Linked DNA regions of Mus musculus: region 1 is linked to region 2. The links are chromatin contacts, called in public HiChIP or PLAC-seq maps. All regions are on one chromosome and are shown on one strand. The core of a region is the stretch at or near the end of the contact, and the rest is flanking DNA. Distances in the headings are between cores, read along the strand shown. Region 1 overlaps Gm33677 (predicted gene, 33677). Region 2 has its middle 36 kb from the start of Ifng.

What was found. HiChIP or PLAC-seq counts read pairs in DNA pulled down with a chosen protein or histone mark.
Region 1: a BATF HiChIP or PLAC-seq map of CD8 T cells shows a contact between it and region 2, with 5 read pairs. The contact joins two enhancer-like sites. A contact is called at or near these places in 2 of 115 datasets of contacts at active chromatin or transcription factors (CD8 T cells and microglia).

Annotation. Positions count from the first base shown.
Region 1 is chr10:119,025,817-119,031,332 of GRCm38.p6, reverse strand. Gm33677 (predicted gene, 33677) reads left to right here. Exons shown (of 4, transcript NR_152787.1): 4 at 736-3,043. Among named protein-coding and RNA genes, the nearest start is that of Gm33624, 21 kb to the right of the region's middle. Within about 2 kb of position 2,607, at least 37 of the 459 cell types and tissues checked have an H3K27ac peak or open chromatin away from gene starts, as enhancers often do. A contact at or near this core is called in CD8 T cells, where this site is marked.
Region 2 is chr10:118,473,844-118,479,381 of GRCm38.p6, reverse strand. No RefSeq gene overlaps it. Among named protein-coding and RNA genes, the nearest start is that of Ifng, 36 kb to the right of the region's middle. Within about 2 kb of position 1,886, at least 21 of the 459 cell types and tissues checked have an H3K27ac peak or open chromatin away from gene starts, as enhancers often do. A contact at or near this core is called in CD8 T cells, where this site is marked.

The DNA.
Region 1 (5,516 bases), core at 1,358-3,857, 550 kb before region 2:
CTGGTCAGGTTTGGCTGGTCGGGGGGGGGGGCTCTTCCTGTTAGGGCGGCCTGTGCCATCAGGAGACTCGGCATGGCAAACTAGAGGTTAGCAGGGAAAAGGGTCATGTAGATGATCCTGAGTTGCTGGTAGCTAGAGAAGACAGCCACTCCCCAGGATGACACCACCTTGTCCTGAGCCTTGCAGGGCTTTGCCAGGTGTGAACTTTCAAGTCCTCCGAGAAAAAAACCATAAACCACCCCTTCTGGTTCAGTGGAGGCCATTGTCTCTGACACTCCAGCAGGAGTTATGAAACCGCCATTTGAGATCTATGACACTCTGCATTGACTTTGAACCACTGGGTAGCTGTTTGCCTCAATTGCAACCTGGTTTGACTTACCTTCTAGAGCAGTTGGTTCTCAACCTCCCTGCTGCTGTGACCCTTTAATACAGTTCCTCATGTTGTGCTGACACCCCCCCCCCCAAACCACGAAAGTATTCTGTCATCACTTCATAACTGTGATTTTGCTACTCTTGTGAGTCATAATGTAAATATCTGATAGGCAGGTTATCTGATATGTGACCTCTGTGAAAGGTTCCATCTGACTCCCAAAGGGGTTGTGACCCACAGGTTGAGAACCACTGGTCCTAGGAGGGTGGGTCCCATAGTTGAGCAGATGTAAAACTGATGGACAGAAGGAAGATCTTTCTCGCCTCTCATCTAGAACAGAAACTACTTTCTTTGTTTCTCTTCAGTGCACAGAATGGTCTGACTGCTCAAATATCTCCAGGGGATTGATCCAAAGTCAGGCCCTGAGCACATGGAGCTGAAGGAGAAGACTAACCTGTACAGAAGATATCTTCTGTGCTCTGGAATGTTCTCTCGTGTTACCAGTCTTCTTGGAAAGACACATTGCTCTTATGGGGTGCCTAGGATCCATCCTGGGTTCTTCCACACAAGTGGGCATAATACAGCTACCAAGAGCAGTCGCTGTGGTGGCCCAGGATTCTGGCTCTGGTGCCTGTGGACCATGCTGCACCATCTATGGAGAAGTATCTCACGCCTTTGCTAGGGATCCAGTGTCGCTGTCTCAGTGAGGGGACAGGACACATGGTTTGGAAAAGCTTCTTTCTTCCATATCTGAGACTCATATCTCAAACTTTTCTTTTTGGGATCTTGGGTGTGATATCTTTCTTGCTTTAATCTAAATATAGTTTTGGGCATGAAGAAAATGCTTAGAAAGCCGATGGCTTGCTGATGTCAGAAGGAGAGAGTGCTAGTTTGCATTTTGCCAAACTGCCTTTTACGCAGATCACATTTCACTCAATGGCCAGGGTTTTGACTCTTGCCAACATGATGTTTAAAATAATCAATATCTTGGTCCATAGCTGCAGCCCCTTGGCAAGACTGCTAAGATAACTGGCCTCCAGTGCTGGCTGTGAAGGTTTTGAACAGATCTCAGTACACAGGAAACGTTTACGTTATTGGAAGCGTGTGTTTCTATGCGGGGAGATGGTGTATAATCTGCACATAAACTCCAGGCGGGCTGATAGTACTTGTAAGAAAGAGATAAGTCTTTGGGGTAGTTTTCTGTGCTACCCGGTGTCTCTGAACCTGAGGCTTTGAGAGAGATGCTTTGCTTCTCAAGTTCAAACCTCTTTTAATTTTTAGAATAATATATAGTAAATATATCCTAACACTTTAAAAATTAAATGAATAGTTCCACCATGTTCTGGCATGTTCTGTTGTTCCAAACCATCTGTAACTTACATATCAAATTTACAACCCTTCCAATGAGGGTTTCTTTTTAACCACAAGCACTCGTTTTTAGAGGTTTCCAGCATTCATATTTATAATCCAATAGTTTATCACCTTCTCAAAGAAAATGGGGGGAGGGGGTTGCTGATTTTTCCATCCCCATGCCGCTGGCTGCTACTTGCTGGCTTCTTATCTTCAGTGGTACCGTTTCTGGGAATGTCAGTGTGTCTCTGGCAAATTTCTTTTGTGTGTGTGTTGGAATAAATTGCCCAGATGGAGACAGAATATTAACAGTTTCTTGGCCTTTGATGTGAGTTGTTACACTGATTTGTTAAAGATCAGCAGAGATGTGTGCCTTGTGACTCGCAGTGGTTGAACTGCTGAGGCAGGGGCGGTACTCCCAGTGTATTAACAGGTAGAGTTATTAGCTCCTGCCCTTCCAAACTGAGGCCAGCTGGCCAGCCCATTGGGTACACTGCTTGACCAGCAGCCTTATTCAGACAGCAAAGGTTTAGTTACTCCAGGACACCCTTCCCCGGGTGTCATGCCCCACCCTCTTCTTTTTCTTTCTTGGCCTCTAGCTGTCTGATGCTTCTTTGGCGAGGTAGAGATAATAGACAAATGGTGTTTTCCTGAGTGGTGGCCCTACTTCTGCTTTTGTTAGCCCACTTAACCCTGGAATAACCCTGTTAGGGTGAATCACTCCCATCCCATAGCCATTCATACTGAAGTTTACCCAGGTGCACAGAGATGCAACCTCACAACCCAGGGTTAAACCCTGCCTGGATAGCCCCTAGGGTGTCAGTAACAAGCCTGCCTGGGCTGTGAGATACTGTAGGTGCAGGGTGTCAGGAAGAAGGGGGACAGGATGGGGGCTGGACTGTCAGAGGAGCTGAAGCTAGGATGCCTCAGCTTCCCCTGTATTCTTTCGGTTCCTATATTATTAAGCATTTCCATTGGCTTATGTCATATTTATTCACAGCTGTCAAATGTTAGATGATGTCAGAGGAGGGAGGATGTATTCAAAGCCCAGTTACTAAAATGTCTATTTTGACTTAAAGAAGTCTTCTGCCTTACACTTGTCTCACATCTCTTTAATCTATAGTCACTTCTAACAAAGAACATACAGGATCCAGCAGCACTTTAGGGGATTCTCGCCAAATTCACTTAAGCGTGGACCCTTTTGTTGAATTATCACCCAGACATATCCTTGTCTATTTACCGTCTATGAAACCATTGGCATCTATTCTGGTCCATTACGGAGCCATCTATGTAGTTTGAGATTAAACCTTGATTGCTTTCCCGAAAGAGATCTCTAAGTGTCTTCCTTTTACTGTACAATTATTCTCCAGTTGACTTTCCATAAGCCAGGCTAATCTTCCAAGTGCAGTTGGGTAATGACTGTTTGAGAGGAGCTGAGGGGAAAGCTTGTTCCTTGTTATAAATCGACCAATTCATGACAGAAAAGAAGAGACTGTTATATGAAGATTCTGGCATTTCCTTTACCAGCCATGGGAGAAAGACAGTTTCCTCACAATAGAGAGGTAAGCAATCGATTAGGCCAAGTCAGGGAGGGTGCGGGGAGAGGGAAACACTATGACGTGTCTGAGACTTTTGTGGTAGTGGAAGTCAGATAGTAAATTTAAATGTCCATTGAGAAGGACAAACAGTAAGCAATGCCAGGGACTGTATCTAGAATAGTTTTAGAACCCTTATCTCCATGACAGGGCCCTGGGACACATGTCCCTCCAACACCAGTGCCCCACTGTTGGTCGTTCCTCCTGAAACAGATTCCTCCAGCTGGCACTCCAGACCATGCTTATCTGTGGACAAGAAGACATCTTCCAGATGGGAGAAACCCAGGAGAGGGCTGCAGCCCCTGGGAGCTGTCCATCACCGCTGTGAGGCAGAACCCAGACACGAGCGCACAAAGAGCACAGCCCCCAGAGTGTCCACTGTACAGCTGCGAAGTGAGAGGAAGGGCTCTGAATTCCAAATATATCTCAAGTCCTCTGCCTCCTCCACACTCCTGTGACCATCTCCTGGGGCCTGGCCACCCTCTGCTGCCTGCACTAACTGGTCCTGCTTCTCTTGTTTTCTTCCTTTGCTTTTGCCTCAAGCATTTTCTAAAGTACAGCCCACACCTCAGCTCACACTGCCATGCAAAACCCTTCTGTGGCTTGCCAGCATCCTAAAGAAAGGACATAGATACAGTCTTGTTGACTGCTGCTCCCTCTGACTCTCTGGCATCTCTCTGACTCTCTCCACCAGCCATGTGGGTGGGCTTAGCCTCACCATACTGAAGACGGTTCCTCCTCCTCCTTCCTCTTCCTTGAGCTTTGGCTTGATATTCACTTCTTCCTGTCAGTGCCTCCTACTCTCTCCCTACCTTTAATGAGATTTATCTTTCCTTTTCCTCCCCACTCCTCCTCCGACCCTTTTTCTTCTGCCTCCCCCCTGTTCTCTCTCAGTCACTAATTCTATGGTTATTGATTTGTTTATTGCTCATCATTCTCACCAGGAGCTAGCAGTCTGGTACCCTACCCACACTACCAAGAAAAGCCTCAGGCACATTACAACCTGTGGGTTGTGACCCCTTTGGGGATTGCGTATCAGGTATCCTACATATCTGATATCTACATTACGACTCACAACAGCAGTAAAATTATAGGTAAGAGGTAGCAACAAAAATAATTTTATGGTTGGGAATCACCACGACATGAGGAACTGTATCAAGGGGTCACAGCATCAGCATGGTTGAGAACTGCCATGTTACAGTTTCTCAATTGATATTTAATAAACAAATTAGTGAATGACCGGTAAAGCATGGATTTGCCCCCGTGTGAAGTTCTTTCCTGGAAATGCTACCATTAGCACAATCCCCTGTGTCACCCAGGAGGGTCTGATGGATCATTTGTTCCCATGCAGTGTTTTGTAGACAGACTCTCCAGGAGAATCAGAGACTGTGGTAAGCTGCAGTTTGGTGACACTACCAGGAGAAGTTGGGCACCAAGGAAGCACAGGCACCAAGCCATTTCTGCCACGCACCACCCTGGGTCTGTTTGGCACCTGCCCTGCTGGGCTAGTCCTGGAAAATTCTTTTGCTAGTTGCTTCTCTTCTAATTCGTTTCTTTCTCCCACACCCTCAGGAAGCGACAGGGAAGGAGAAACTAGACCATCTGGGGCTGTGGGAAGGTCTGGCAGAGAGAAGGGACTCCACGGTGACAGTTCTTGGGAGGCCTGACTTCATCTCCCTGTATCTGAGGACTGGCTGAAACAGGGCAGGCAGTGGTCATTTATGGAAGTGCGCATGGGTGCGCTTTTGGACATTTGCATAGAGATCTGCGTTCCGAAGGAGACGTGGGGCTTTTGTTAAGGGTTTTTCTCTGTTCTCTTCCTCCCTCACCCACACTGTGTGACCCTCTGCCAACACCATGGAGATGGGACATTTTTCTGAATAGTTTTCTCTAAGGCTTATTTATTCCAAATCTACCTGCCTTTAAGGTTCTGTTCCTGGTCCAGAGCATCAATGTCCCCTTCTGTTACGTAAGTACTGTACAATGGTGGTGGTGGGGTGCTCTAGAAACAATATTCTCCGACGTTCTCTAAACCAAAGAATGAACTCTACACACAGGCATTCCAGAGGGGGAGGTGGGACGGGCACACATGGGAGAGCATGTGGAAGTCTGTGGTGCTGGCAACTGCCCTGTTTAAGAATAGTGTCTGTCTCTCATTGCTCTTGCAGAGGAACCAGGTTAGATTCTCGGCACCTAAATGG
Region 2 (5,538 bases), core at 637-3,136:
AAGACTCCTGAGATTCCTGACTTCGGGATGGGAAGCATTACATAATGGGTCCACTGTGTTCAGTGCAAAGTGATACCCGAGGGGAAGAAGAGAGTAGAGAAGGCAGAGAGATGGGGGAGGGGAGAAGCCAGGTAAACTGGACAAACAGGGAAGCGACCTTATTACTATACAGGTCTGGAACCACTTCAGGAGCTACGGGATGATCAGAAAATAAGGGCCTGACCTGTTCCTCACTCTGGCAGGGTTGTAGCTAAGCCAAACACCACCTCCACATCAGCAAACAGCCAAGAGCCAGAGTGTGAGCCAAAGCATGATGTGCAGTCTCAAACTTGGAGAAAGCTCCAAAGAGGAAGAAAGGAGCAAAAGGAGAGAAAGAAAGAATTGTGGACAATAATAAAAGACACTAGAGTGTGATGTCCAGGGAAATGATAAGAAACTCTCACAATGAAAGAAATACTTTGTAAGCCTCAGCTAGCATCTTACGATAAAAGGCTGATCTAGCCAGGGCTCTCTATAGAAAAAGGAGTGATGATGGTTCCAAAGTGACACTACTCCAGGACTGATGGTCACGAGGGTTGGGGTGTGTTGGGGGAGTTCTGTTAGGACTGACAGAGGGAGCAAGTTCTGAATTCGTTCTTTCCCTGTTGCTGACTACTGTATGAATATGGTGCAGTACGGTGTTCAACTGTATGGAGAAAAAATAGTTATGACAGCAAAATTACCAGCCCACGTTATCTCATCCAGGCTGGCTTCTGCCATCGATCCTTGAACTTAGCCATCAAGCTTCTTCTACATCTGAAAACTAACTCAATGGAGTTAAGGTCCCTAATCATGAGGGTATGAAATAATAAAATGGGGAAAGCCCCCTTTTGCTAACTGTGGATTTACAAATTAAGGCTTAGAAAAGAAAAGAAGCACATATAAAGCAAACCTCAAACATTAAACTCTGTACTACAGAGAGTAGGAGAGAGCCCACTACACACAGATGACACCTGTATAGAGAGCCCACTACACACAGATGGCACCTATAAACTTATCTATAAGCTATAAATAAGTCTATTCAGTTTTTTCTCTGAATACACAGATCATCCCTGAGTTAAAAAAAATCCATCATTTCAACTACTGTTCCCCTAAAAAGTCAACATAAAAAATTAAACCATTATATACAATCACAAATTAAAGTACTTCATGTTACACGTGTCTGATTTAACCTCCACCTTGAGACACTCATGCAGTGACATGAGGAGGCTTCCCCCACTGTTAAGCTCTATGGAGCTCAGGGCATTTTATCAATCTGTCAGCATCTCCTCCTTTTCTTCCTTCAACTCAGTGAAAGTCACTAAGTGAGATGAAGAGACAAGAATGTACGAGATCAAATGGTACATCTTTCCCCCTTCGCTGACAATTTTAAATGAGCTCAGAAATTGTACTTACAAATGAGCTTCATAAATCCCACCGGGACTCACAAAAGTATAAAGCAGAATCATTTCTTAAGTCATGTTGAAGCTTAAAATAATTTGGTAGTTATGCTTTTGTTTTATTGGTTATCAGCAGAGCTGAGCATTTCGGCTTGGTAGGTTACATCACCACAAACTCCTAACATAGAAAGCAGATTAGAAATCTTGAAAGACAATTATGACTCTCCATCTTGAGACATCTAAGTTTAGGTGAGATTAATATCAAATCTCTCCTTGCTTGCTTATTCAGTATTTAATGGTTGCAACAGTTTATCTATAGTGTCTTTGCACAAGCTGCCGTAACAAAATACCACAGAATTGAAAGACAGAACTAACAAGAAGTTTGAGAAGTTTGAGTGCAAGGTTCCAGCACGGTACTCTAGCAGAGGAACAAGGGCCTCAACTCTTTGCTTGCAGACAGCTGTCACATCTTCATGTACCCACATGACCTCTTCCTGTATTGCAGTGGGCACTCTAGTCTTTCCTGTCTTGTCTGTTTTGGTTTGGTTTGGTTCTTTATTAAAAGTTGAAGTAGCTCCATGTTGTTCAAGCTCTCCCCAAATTCTTGAATCAAGTGATTCTCATGCTTCCAGGTTCCCATACAACTAGGATTAGAGGTCCAGGTCACTGTGTCCAGAAGTTTCTCCCTCTTATGAAGACACTAAGACCAACACCAGGATTCTACCCATATGACCTCATCTAATCTGAACAACTTCCTAGCTTTAAATATTACCATGTTGTACATTATGGTTTTTTAATCCATGAACATTCAGTCATAATGTGTGTACGGTAAAACAATATGATGCACTAAGGGAAGAGGAAACATTCCATCCTGCAGGGAAACCCATTGAGACCGGAAGTAAACAACTCAGAATAACTTCAGAAAGTCCCTGAAACCAACCAAGTTCATTGGGGATATAAGTGGTAAAGTAGAACCTGCTGACAGCATTCTCAGACAAGCCCAGAGGCCTGGAAGAAGCAGAGACTAGCCAAGCTGCCTAAAAGACAATTGCACAAGCTGGCTTGCCTGGAAGAAGATCAGACCATCTGCACTGCCTGGAGAGGATACTCTCCTGCCTGTTGAGCTGCGGGCAAGCTGTTCAGTGTGCTCTATGTCCCCAGTTTTTATGAGCTGTCATCTGAATGAAAAAATTAAAACCAAAAGATATGACTGCTCCTGGGTATGGTAGAAGAGAAAGTTTATTGTAGATAAAAGGAGGAGCATAGACAGAGGCAGGGAGGGTCTAGAGTAGGTATGACCTTGAGCTGTGTCATGTGAGGAAAAGGGAAAGGGGGAGCGAAGAGCCAGATCAAGATGTCAGGATGGTAAAGGGTAGACCAAAGAAGGAAGAGGGCTGAGTAACCAAAATGGCTAAACTTTATAAGAAGGAGCAGCCCAGACCCTGGGCTGGAGAAGTTTAGGGTAGGAAGTGAGGTATGGCAACCATACCCTTTAATAGGTAGTGACTGGGGGTTCCTGGGAAAACCTGGTGGTCAGGTGTCAAATAGGCACCTCAGTTAACTATGTGTCCCAGAACAAACACCACCACCCATACTGGCTCAAATATCACCAGTGCTGGGTCTTTGGTGTCATTTCTGCTCCTGTAAATAACCCAGATTTCTATAAATGACACAAATAAAATGTGCTGGCTCACCAAGTCAGACTCTGGTACTATTTGTACTATGCTTTGTCATGCGTTCCTTTTTTAAGATGAGTAGCCAGGTATTCACAACTTCCCAGGAATAGGATCACACAACAGCAACTTACTTAAGGAGACACAGAAGTTCGAAGTTAGAATGTGAGCAGATCTCCCATGCTCATGGATTGGCAGGATCAACATTGTAAAAATGGCTATCTTGCCAAAAGCAATCTACAGATTCAATGCAATCCCCATCAAAATTCCAACTCAATTCTTCAACGAATTAGAAAGAGCAATCTGCAAATTCATCTGGAATAACAAAAAACCTAGGATAGCAAAAGCTCTTCTCAAGGATAAAAGTACCTCTGGTGGAATCACCATGCCTGACCTAAAGCTTTACTACAGAACAATTGTGATAAAAACTGCATGGTACTGGTATAGTGACAGACAAGTAGACCAATGGAATAGAATTGAAGACCCAGAAATGAACCCACACACCTATGGTCACTTGATCTTCGACAAGGGAGCTAAAACCATCCAGTGGAAAAAAGACAGCATTTTCAACAAATGGTGCTGGCACAACTGGTTGTTATCATGTAGAAGAATGTGAATCAACCCATTCCTCTCTCCTTGTACTAAGGTCAAATCTAAGTGGATCAAGGAACTCCACATAAAACCAGAGACACTGAAACTTATAGAGGAGAAAGTGGGGAAAAGTCTTGAAGATATGGGCACAGGGAAAAAATTCCTGAATAGAACAGCAATGGCTTGTGCTTTAAGATCGAGGATTGACAAATGGGACCTCATGAAACTGCAAAGCTTCTGCAAGGCAAAAGACACCGTCAATAAGACAAAAAGACCACCAACAGATTGGGAAAGGATCTTTACCTATCTTAAATCAGATAGGGGACTAATATCCAATATATATAAAGAACTCAAGAGGGTGGACTCCAGAAAATCAAATAGCCCCCTTAAAATATGGGGCTCAGAGCTGAACAAAGAATTCTCACCCGAGGAATACCGAAAGGCTGAGAAACACCTGAAAAAATGTTCAACATCCTTAATCATCAGAGAAATGCAAATCAAAACAACCCTGAGATTCCATCTCACACCAGTCAGAATGGCTAAGATAAAAAATTCAGGTGACAGCAGATGCTGGCGAGGATGTGGAGAAAGGGGAACACTCCTCCATTGTTGGTGGGATTGCAAGCTTGTACAACCACTCTGGAAATCAGTCTGGCGGTTCCTCCGAAAATTGGACATAGTACTACCGGATGATCCCGCAATACCTCTCCTGGGCATATACCCAGAAGATGTCCCAACCAGTAAGAAGGACACATGCTCCACTATGTTCATAGCAGCCTTATTTATAATAGCCAGAAGCTGGAAAGAACCCAGATGTCCCTCAACAGAGGAATGGATACAAAAAATGTGGTACATTTACACAATGGAGTACTACTCAGCTATTAAAAAGAATGAATTCACGAAATTCCTAGGCAAGTGGTTGGACCTGGAGGGCATCATCTTGAGTGAGGTAACCCAATCACAAAAGAACTCAAATGAAATGTACTCACTGATAAGTGGATATTAACCCAGAAACTTAGTATAGCGAGATATAAGGTACAATATGTAAAACATATGAAACTGAAGAAGAACGAAGACCAAAGTGTGGACACTTTGCTCATTCTTAGAATTGGAAACAATCATCCATGGAAGGAGTTACAGAGACAAAGTTTGGAGCTGAGACAAAAGGATGGTCCATCTAGAGACTGCCATATCCAGGGATCCATCCCATAATTAGCCTCCAAGCGATGACACCATTGCATACACTAGCAAGCCTTTGTTGCAAGGATGGTGATATAGCTGTCCCTTGTGAGACTAGGCCGGGGCCTAGCAAACACAGAAGTGGATGCTCACAGTCAACTATTGGATGGATCACAGGGCCCCCAATGGAGGAGCTAGAGAAAGTATCCAAGGAGCTAAAGAGATCTGCAACCCTATCAGAGGAACAACATTGTGAACTAACCAGTACCCCAGAGCTCTTGACTCTAGCTGCATATGTATCAAAAGATGACCTAGTCGGCCATCACTGGAAAGAGAGGCCCATTGGTCAGGCAAACGTTATATGCCCCAGTACAGGGGAATGCCAGGGCCAAAAAATGGGAATGGGTGGGTAGGGGAGTGGGGGGGGGGGGGCTTTTGGAATAGCATTGGAAATGTAATTGAAGAAAATATGTAATAAAAAAAAGAAAAAAAAAAGAATGTGAGTCTTTGTTTCATTCTTCCTGAAATAAGTTGTCACAAAATATCATGAAGTTGGAAGCCCTGACATGGGAGGAAACTTGATAACAATAACATCAACCCCATTTTTATAATAGTACTTTATCCGGCCTGTATTTTGTCCTGTGCTTGCTCCGGTTCCTTGGATTCTTCTGCCATCT